2 separate regions of the Rattus norvegicus genome follow, and region 1 is linked to region 2. A link is a contact called in public Hi-C data. All regions are on one chromosome and are shown on one strand. The core of a region is the stretch at or near the end of the contact, and the rest is flanking DNA. Distances in the headings are between cores, read along the strand shown.

What was found. Hi-C and Micro-C count contacts between places; a contact is called where the count stands out from the background.
Region 1: a Hi-C map of psoas muscle shows a contact between it and region 2, with 6 times the contacts expected there. The contact joins the enhancer-like site here to the promoter of Vegfa in region 2. A contact is called at or near these places in 7 of 12 Hi-C or Micro-C datasets (frontal cortex, kidney, liver and 2 more).

Annotation. Positions count from the first base shown.
Region 1 is chr9:22,670,000-22,674,997 of GRCr8, reverse strand. No RefSeq gene overlaps it. Among named protein-coding and RNA genes, the nearest start is that of Mrpl14, 140 kb to the left of the region's middle. Within about 2 kb of position 3,672, at least 9 of the 93 cell types and tissues checked have an H3K27ac peak or open chromatin away from gene starts, as enhancers often do.
Region 2 is chr9:22,449,023-22,454,129 of GRCr8, reverse strand. It overlaps Vegfa (vascular endothelial growth factor A), which reads right to left and starts at 1,276. Exons shown (of 8, transcript NM_031836.3): 1 at 197-1,276. The coding sequence starts at 799.

The sequences.
Region 1 (4,998 bases), core at 2,423-4,922, 220 kb before region 2:
TCCCTGCCCGAACCGAAGCCTGCTGTGTGAGAGAGCATGTCCCGTCCTGGCCCACCTACTCAGGGCATCAGGACATTGCTCTGACACCTCACTCTGCAAGGGCAGGCAGCTGATGGGCACTGGGGCCAGAGAGCTGAGGCAAGTTGATCGCCCGGCTCTCTTCCTGGCTTCGTGACCTTGAACAAGCAGGACTTGACTTCTTCGTGGCTTGGTGTCGCTTTTGGTAAAATCAGTGTCCGAGTGCTCAGCCACAGGTAGCTTGCAAGGGGTAGGCACGAACGACGCTGGCATCGACTGTGAGGGGGTTCACGTCTGGTTCAGTCACCAGCTCCTCTCTCATCTGTGTCACCTACTGTGGCTGTCCCAACACCTCCACGGTTACCTCCCCACACCATCTCCCCTATTAGTACTGCACCAGCACCTCCCACCTCTGACTACCGTATCCATACGGCCAAGACAAACTCTTGCTACTCCAGGAACAGCAATCCTCTGGTGCTATGGTCAAGGTCATCTGAAATGAGGCCTGTCATGTGATTCCGCACCATTAGGAATGGTTTATAGAGCCCCACTTCCTTCCGGCCCTGCTGTGAATCTCGTACTGTTTCTTTCATTGGCCCACGAAACTTGTGACCCAGTTTCATGTGCCCCCACTGCTGGCTGGTATGCATGTGTGTGTGTGTGTGTGTGTGTGTGTGTGTATGTGCGTGTGTGTGTGTGTGTGTGCGTGTGTGTGTGCATGTGTGTGTGCATGTGTGTGTGCATGTGTGTGTGCATGTGTGTGTGCATGAGTGTATGTGTGCATGTGTGTGTGTATGCACACTCAATATGCTCACACTCACACACTCATAGTTGAAACTAGTATTCAAAAACCAGCCTCACCAGAGCTTCCAGGGACTAAGCCACTACCTAAAGACTATACATGGACTGACCCTGGACTCTGACCTCATAGGTAGCAATGAATATCCTAGTAAGAGCACCAGTGGAAGGGGAAGCCCTGGGTCCTGCTAAGACTGAACCCCCAGTGAACGTGATTGTTGGGGGGAGGGCGGCAATGGGGGAAGGATGGGGAAGGGAACACCCATAAAGAAGGGGAGGGGTAGGGGTTAGGGGGATGTTGGCCCGTAAACCGGGAAAGGGAATAACACTCGAAATGTAAATAAGAACTACTTAAGTTAATTAAAAAAAAAAAAAACCTCGACTAACTTATTTTAAAGAATTTGGAAGCTTCTTTATTTTATGTGTACAGGTGTTTTTGTTGCATGAAAGTCTGTGCACCACTTGCATGCCTGGTGCCCGTGGAGGCCAGAAGAGGGAGTTGGATCGTCTGGGACTGGAGTGATGGATGGTTGTGAGCCACCATGTGCATGCTGGGAATCAAACCAGGGGTCCTCTGTAAGAGCAACAAGTGTTCGATCTCAATCACCGAACCACGTTTCCAGTTCTATTTTGCTATTTTTTTTTTAGACAGGGTCTCACTATGTAGCCCTGGCTGGCCTGGCACTCACTATGTAGACCAGGCTGCCCTCAAACTCAGAGATCCATCTGCCTCAGCCACCACACCCAGCTTTTAACCTCTTTTCCTGGCCTGCAGCACAGGGGCTCTGAGTTCTAATACAGGCTCTGCCATTAGCAGTATGACCTTAGACAAGTCACCTTGCCTCTTTGTCATAAGGACACCAGGGGTCCTTGAGGCGCAGTGAGGAGCAGAGTGAGATGGGGGGGGGGGAGATTTAGGACTTAGAACAGACAGAAGCAGGTATCCTTGGCTCACTCTCCTCTGGGCAGCAGTGTGCCTGATGTTATTGGGTTTCCCCTCTTCCCTGTTTGGTGTGAGACTTTGTGAAAATGGAAACGAATGGCTGCGATCTCATCTTCTGACAGGAATGTCTGGGTGTCTCCTATCTGCTCTGGGGAGGTGTCCTTGCACACTAGGTAAGAGTCAGGCTCTGGGTAGGCAGAGAAGACAGAGCCATCTAGAGCTCAGCTCGAATCTTAACCTCACCAGCTGAGTACCTGTGAGCAACTGCCCCAACGCTCTGCCTCTGTTTCTCTCTCTGCTAGGTGGATCCCATGCAGGCCCCTGAGAGGCTATTACCACCGTCCAGTTGACCCTGAATGGAAGCACTATGGACAGCCAGAATAGCCTTTGGGTTCCCACCCTCCCAGGCAGTCCAAGACAGTCCTGGTTCAGGCTGCACCTCAGAGGGTGTGGAAGATAGAGTGGTGGGAACTGCTGTAAGCCCAGAAAAGAGCCCTGAGCACGTTACAGGAGCAGCTGTTAAATAAAGGTTTGCCCAAGCCAGAACTCACTTAGCTTGACCTGAGAGGGTGCACTCGAGGGCTGGGGCTGGGTGGGGCTGAGGCCAGAGGGTAGGATGGCCAAGGGCCTCCACTCGCAAGTCCAGGGAGGCTGCTCTATCCCGGGTCTCTCTCCTGCAAACAGCATCATTTGGAGCAGGGCTGGTGCAGCTGGAGGAGGTGGGAGGGTGTGGCCTACAGGCTCTCGGGCTTTCCCAGGCTCCTTCAGCACACTGATGTCCCTGCAGCTGCAGCCACCCAAAGATTCCCTCCACCTCCCTCCAGCGGTGGCGCCCTGGTCATGAACTCTCAGGGAATAAACAGGGGCAGAGCTCACAGAGTGATGAGCGCTCCAAGCCCCCGACAATGTAAACTCCCCAGATATATTTATGCTGTCTGCTCCTGGCCCGGGGTCCTCTGTCCAGCTCAGAAGTATCACGCCATCACTTGTAGAAAGAATCTGGGCTCTTCCACATGGTGGGAGAGGCAGAGAGAGGGTCCATAGCATCGTGGGGTGACTGAAGCTGGGAGTTCAAGGCAGGGGCTGCAAGCTAGATCCTGGCCCTGCCCTGAAGGAGCCCCAGACCACAAGCTAGAGCGTGGCGAAGAGGACACAGAGCATGGGTCTTGCTGCAGGGTGTTGCCTGAACTGTGTCTCTAGACAGCTGCAGACTGGAATCTTAGAGGATCCCTAGCCCGGACAGTGACCCAGGTCACTCTGGGGCCTTCCAGGGCCTGTCTTGGCCCTAGACTTCAGGGTCATATGGCCTGGGGCTCTGTCTAACTGACAAATGGCTCAAGACTCCAGTCCTTTCTTTACTTTTTAATTGCCCTCTCAGTTAGGCACCTCGCCAAGACTCTTGTTCGTATTATCTCATTTAAGTCTCACACTGGTCTGAGGGCAGGAACCACTGTTTCCTCTCCACCCTGGGGACAGTCTGAGGAGTCGGACAAATGCCCTGAAGTAATGGAGGCAGAACCTTCCAAGTGTCGAAACTTCTTAGCCCCAGAGAACTGTATCTAAAGACTGATGACCAGGAACTCCTGAGCTCTGGTAAACTTTCTCCAGACTGTGCCAGAAAACATGAGAGGCCTGGCCTCTACCCTGAAGGAGCCCCAGATTGAGTGGGACACAGCCCCATCTGGGAGAGCTCTAATTCTGACTGCTGTCCTCAGAGAGACCTGGTCTGAGGGAGACACTGTCTGACATCAGGCAGCTCTAGTCCGAGGAAGACAGAGCCCGGCCTCAGAGTTTGCCAGTTTGAAGAACACAGGGACTATCCCCTGGGGACTTTGACTCTTAGGGGGAGCCCCAGACCACAAGAAATGACTGACCACACACTGGGGAAGCAGGTGGAGACAAAGGGCTTTGCAGAGCTGGAGGAGGAGGAGTTTGGCCAGTGGCAGGCTACTTTCTGTGACCCTGGAGACCAGTGCTGTGTTCCTGCAAGGTCCTGATTAGGAAACACGGCTTGTGTCTCTGCTGTCACCCCCCCTCCCCCCCGTACCCCCCTCTCCTGGCTGGAAGGCCATCCTGGCCCTGGTTATCCTGCCTGGGAGGGGCAGGCAGAACAGTACCCTGTGACAAGCAGGCCACCGGGAACAGAATATGTCTCGGGAGTGACACCCAGGGAAGGTTATTTTCATTCGGGAAGTCTCCTGCTTCTGATGCCCAGCCTAAAATAACCAGGTTCCTACAGGGACTGATCACCCTTGGCTGTCACCAGCCACCTGTAGCAGCCTAGGTCACTGTGGACAAGTTTTTTTTTTTTTTTTTTTTTTTGGATGTTGACTTCCCTTCAGGCTTCCGCAGACAGAAGCTGTGTTTAAGAAACCCTAGAATGGTAGAGCTGTCGCCACTACTTGGACCAGGGGTGGAAGGGGAATGCTCTTGATTTCCTGGTTTCTGCAGCTTGCTTGCCTGAGGAGGTTTTCTGGGGGGTGGGTGGGTGGGTGAAGGAGGCAGTGGGAACAGGGTAGAGTCAGGTGGCTTTTCGACTATCCATGTTGTGATTTGGGCCATTGCTGAGAAACCAGATCTTCTCCACATGGCTGGTGGGTTCTCTGGAGCCCGGCTGTACCTGGCAGTACCAGGCTGCCCTGCTGCTGGCCACATGGCCCCTGATGGGAGGGTTCACATGTCCCAGCACCAGCCAGACACCTGCTGCTTCCAACCTCCCAAAATAGGGAAGGCTGGCCTTCTCCCCTTACTACCCGTGTCTCAGCATCGGGCACTCCCTTCTTCCTACCCTGCTCAACTATGGGAGGTGTGGCAGCATTAACCTTCAAGCCTGCCCTTCCTCAAAGCTAGTATCTTGATGTGGCTTATGGAAATTGTTCAGATCCTGGGCTGGCTACAGAATGGGGGGGGCGCTTCTTGTAGGAACTAGTGTCCTGTATAAAGAAGCACCCCACATTCCCCTCTCTTCGACTTCCAACAGAACTTAACATTAAGCATAAAATAGGGGCTTGGGCTGTTAACCCAAGCACTGTGTGTGGTGTGTGTGTGTGTGTGTGTGTGTGTGTGTGTGTGTGTGTGTGTGTGTGTGTGTGTAAACACACACATCTGGAGCTTGTGTGTATGTTGCATATGTGTGTATATGTTCATGTTTACGCACACGTGTTTGTGGCTGTGCCTGTGAATATATACAGATATATTTGGAGTTTGTGTGTGTACATAGGTTCATATTAGTGTATGTG
Region 2 (5,107 bases), core at 27-2,526:
TCCTGGCGCCCTCCCACCTAGCGCGCACCCCCTCCCCCTCCACGTACGACGACAGAGGGGGACGCCTCGCGCCCGGTGCCCAAGGACCCGCGTGGGGCACGAAGCCCCCCACGCGCGCGCTCGCACGCACGCACGTCCCCAAGCGGGAGAGGCGCTCGCCATGGCCCGGCGACACCAGGCGGGCACGACCGCTTACCTTGGCATGGTGGAGGTACAGCAGTAAAGCCAGGGTCCAGTGCACCCAAGAGAGCAGAAAGTTCATGGTTTCAGAGGCCCGTCCGGGGCCGGCGCGGCTCGCGCTCCCTCTCCGGCTCGGACTGCGAGGCAGCCCGCTCTCTTGCGCGCCTTGGCGGGCTCCTCTCCCTTCTGGAACCGAGGCCCGGGCCGGGGCCTGGGGCGCGCGCGCGGCTGGAGCACTGTCTGCGCACACCGCCGCCTCACCCGTCCATGAGCCCGGCTCCCGAGAGCCGAGCGCCCACTGCGGCCCCCTCTCCTCTTCCTTCTCTTTCTCCCCTCTCTTCTCGGGCCCCGGCTTCTCCAGGCCCGAGCTAGCACTTCTCCCAGCTCCGATCGGTTTGCCTCCTGCGGCGCAGACCACGGCTACTCCGGAGAGAGAAGAGCCCAGAAGTTGGACGAAAAGTTTCCGTGCAATCCCGCGAGCCCCGACCCCCTCCACCCCGCCTCCGGGCGCGGGCTTCGGCTCCTGCTCGCGGCTCGCCGCCGCGTCCACCGTCGGCTGCCCGCCGGCGAGGAGGTGGGCGCTGGGGCTGGGGGCGGTGTCTGTCTGTCTGTCCGTCAGCGCGACTGGTCCGATGAAAGATCCCAAGGGGGAGGGCTCACGCCGCGCTCTGGCGGTCACCCCCAAAAGCAGGTCAGTCACTTTGCCCCTGTCCCTCTCTCTGTTCGCTCGCCAGCGCGCTCTCTGACCGGTCTCTCTCTCTCTCTCTCTTCCTTGACTTCTCTCTGGAGCTCCTGCTACCTCTTTCCTCTGCTGATTTCCAAAATCCGAAGTAATTTGAGGGAGTGAAGGAGCAACCTCTCCAAACCGTTGGCACGATTTAAGAGGGGAATAGGAAGCAAAAATAAATTAAAGCGTAAAACAATACAGTTTAAGAAAAAAAAAAGAGGTTTGAATATCAAATCCCAGAGCACAGACTCCCTGGCTGATGAGTCCGTTGAATAGTCTGCCTTGTCGCTGCGTCTCGCGACAGAGCTCCGCTGCCGCCGCTCAGCTCGCCCCCAGCGCCGCGGCCTCGCTGCAGCTCGGCTGCCCCAAGCCTCTGCGCTTCTCACCGGTAACAGCGGTGGAAAAAAAAGGAAATCTGGCCCCGCCCCCAAAGGCCCCGCCCCAGGCCCGCCCCGGGGGCGAGGCCAGGCCGAACCAGGCACCGCCTTTCAGAAGCCCCTAGGCCACTACTGCGAAATAGAAATCTAAACCCCTTACCAGGGTCCATAGCCTGAGAATTATCTGTCCACCCCTTCAAACTTGGCTCGGGGACACACTGGGAATCCCAGGGTGTTGGGAATCAGGGGAGACAGGAGAGTGAGGGCAATTTCCTTTCCCAGGAATGTAGGAGAAAGTGGGGGGGGGGGGAGGCGGAGAGCTGGCAAGGACGTATGGGGAGACGGACACCCGGAGTGACCCCTGGTCTTCTCCCCTACCTCACAAACACACTATACCCAGACACACACGCACATGCACGCACGCACTCACATTGACACACGCGTCCTTCCTCACGCAGACTCGGCTCGCCCAAGTTCACGATCTCCCCGTGATGGCCGAGCGCCCCCTAGTGACTACATTATGCACACCCCAACTCTGGCTCAAATGGCACGGGTCTTGGACAGGGGGTGAGAGTTGACTGTTGAGCACCGCAGGCTTTGACTTCCCAAATAGTTGCGTGTTTCTAACACCCACCCCCCAACAGTTGCTTGTTTGACCTCGGAAACAGAAACTCTAGGATTATATATGGGGCGGGGGGCTACGTGGAAGGCAAGTATGCTTATCTGAGCTCTTGTCTGATCTTCATACATAAGGAACTAGGGCCCTGGGGTGAATGGGATTCCCTGGGAAGTTTCCAGAGAGGCTTCTCTGGAGAGGATATGGCATCAAATGTGTGACACTGAGAACGGGAAGCCGAGCAGTTAGTCAGTGGCCCGGAGGGAGACGACCTGTGGAAGCCCACGTATGCACTGTGGAGTCTGGCAGAGCCCTGAGGGAGAGACAGCTGGGCAGACAGAAGCCCTTGTTCCTCCTGATCACACCCCCCACACACAAACACCCAGATGTTGCCAGGGAACTAAGGCCAGTGTGCCAATGGGGGCAGAAGCAGGCCAGGCCTGCGTGGTGATTCAAACCTACCCTAGCATTCAGAAACGTAGTTAGGCCAGCTGCCCAGCGCTGCCACCAACTCCGGGTAGGATGGGAGTAGAGGTAAGGCTCCCTCAGTTCTAGCCTAGGCTCACAGTTCATCTTCTAAACAGAGTTCAGGGTTGTACTCTGCCCCCTCCCATTCTACCTAGGACCCTTGGCCATTTCTCTATGCTTGTACACTTAGCCTGTGTGGCTCTGTCCCCTCCCTTTCCACAAAGTCCCCTTCACCTCCTCGTGTCTTCCTTAAGAGCTCCCCAAAGCCCCCACCTCCAGCCCACCCTTGGATATAGGAACCAGCCTGGAAAAATTCCTGGTTGGGCTTTGGCCCAGCTGCTCCTAGGCTCCCCTGGGAACAAGAGGGGGCTCTGATACCTGTGGGAAGAGAGGGACCAACCAGTCCCAGCCCTCACCCAGGTCTGCTGAGCTTCTGAGAAAGGGAGCCAACAGTCTTCCTACTGGTCCCCCGAAAAGGTTACTCCACCATCTCCATCCCTCTGCACACAGTACTGAGGCTCCGTGGGATGCTGGTACCTGTTGGGAACCCCAATTTCAATGGAGCAATGTTATGAGGATCTTATGAGGAAAAAAGCCACCCCATCCCATCTGGCCTATCATAGCTGCCCTGAGTCACCTCCCGGATGGCTCTCTTTTAGCAGGGAGAGTAGTTAGTAAATGCTTACGGGCCCAGAGCCCTCCCATGGGTTTCCTCACCTGATCTATAATCTATGCAGCTAAGAGGCACTGGAAAGGAAAGCTACCAAATGCCTGTCCTTAACATCCCAAGAGCACCAGATGTAGCGCCGTGTCAGGGAGCCCCTGTCCCTCATCACGGTATAACAGAGGCTGTGGACACGTAAGGCTCCCAATGCTCTACTCTTCAGTCACTCTCATCTCTACCTTCTACAGCAGTGGTTCTCAGCCCCCCAACACTTTCACAGGGGTCGCATATCAAATACCCTGCATATCAGTTATTTACAGAAGAGGGACTCAGTAAAGGATCCCGAGGTTTGGAGGAAAACGAAGAAGCTTTGAGGAGGGGAAGGGTTAGTTAGCTACCTATAACTTCATGGCTTTAGCTTCCTCCTATCCCAAGACAGCCGTGATATCTATATGTATATGTGTAGTATATGTGTAGTATACATATAGTATATGTATAGTGTATTATACATGTAGCATATGTATGTATAAGGCGTGATACCACCATATAAGGTTCCCAGAGGAGTCCGAACAATGACACTTCAGATTTCCCTTTCCAAAGCACCAAAGCTATGCTAAGATTGGGGCTTGGCCTGAAGGGTTTTGAGAAACCCGTATCAGGGTAGGGACGGGCTGCCTATGTCCACCGTGCGTTTTAGAGACACAATCTGAAGCTGAGTCAGAGGAATGGTCACTTCTGGATTCCATTCAAGCCGCACATCGCCTCCAACACACATTTCACAACGATGAAGTCGTAAGCGTCACGCTTAGACTGTCACTAAGTGAAACCTCGGGGTATCTAGAAAGAAGGGGGAAAGAGACAAGTCAAGGGTCACGCTATTCCTGCTCTTCCTGGGGGGCTCACTTCCCAGCATGCACTTCATCCCAGAATAGATTCCATTCATCTTCTCTCCCCCAGGTCACTGCCGGACAGGGGACATCAGACTGTAATGGGCCTGGCAGAAAGGAAAGTATTCTAAAGAGATGCTTATGTTTCTCAATCTGTCGGTCTATTTAAACAGTGTACCCCCAAAGAGATGGGGATTTCACCTGTCGATCTCATGCTGGCTATGAGACTAACCAGGACGGATCTTGGCCTAGCATCGTGGGATAATGGGGAACCATCCACTAGGTGGTTAATCAGTGACATCTTACTTTTCAGAGACAGGGAGGAAATTGTCAGGACTGAAATGAAGTCAGGAATGCTCACCTGTAACCCTAACACTCAGGAGGTTCATGAAGCAAGGACAGCCTAGGCTTCTTTTTTTTTTTTTTTTTTTTTTTTTGTTCTTTTTTTTCGGAGCTGGGGACCGAACCCAGGGCCTTGCGCTTCCTAGGTAAGCGCTCTACCACTGAGCTAAATCCCCAGCCCCCAGCCTAGGCTTCTTGTTGAGACCCTTTCTCAAACTGGTGACATGGGGCAGCTCGTATCAGCCCTTCCAAAAGTAAAGGCCAAAAATTGATCCTTCCTCCTCCTCTTCCTCTTCATCTTCTTCATTTTCTTTTCTTTCTTTTCTTCCTTCCTTCCTTCCTTCCTTTCTTTCTTTCTTTCTTTTTTTTCCTTCTGAGACAGGGTTTCTGCCTTGAAGAATTTCCGGGGACAGACTAATAATATACCAAAGGCAAGATGAGGAAAGGTCTTTCAGCATTACCCAGCAAAGCAGATATGTTGGCTGGCCCAAAGTGCTTCCTGCATTTATTGGCACGGGGGTCATGGACTCCCAAGCAGTGGCTACATTCATCAGGCCACTCTGATTTGGGCAGGACCCTGGTTTTCCTCAGTGTGGAAGAGGCTTCCTGTCTACATGTAAGCAAAAGACTAAACTGATGAGGATATATAATTGCTAGGAGCAGGTGAAGCCATCCTGGAGGAGGTGACACGTTAGGTTGGGTTTTGATGGAAAAGCAGGAGTTTCAGAAATTTAGCCATTGGAGTTAACTGGGGATAAAGCAGAGACAAAGGATTTCTAGAGAGTTCTGTAAGGTCTGCTGGGTCCTCCTCTAGGTCTGAGGATAAGGACTTGGAGGATAGGCCCA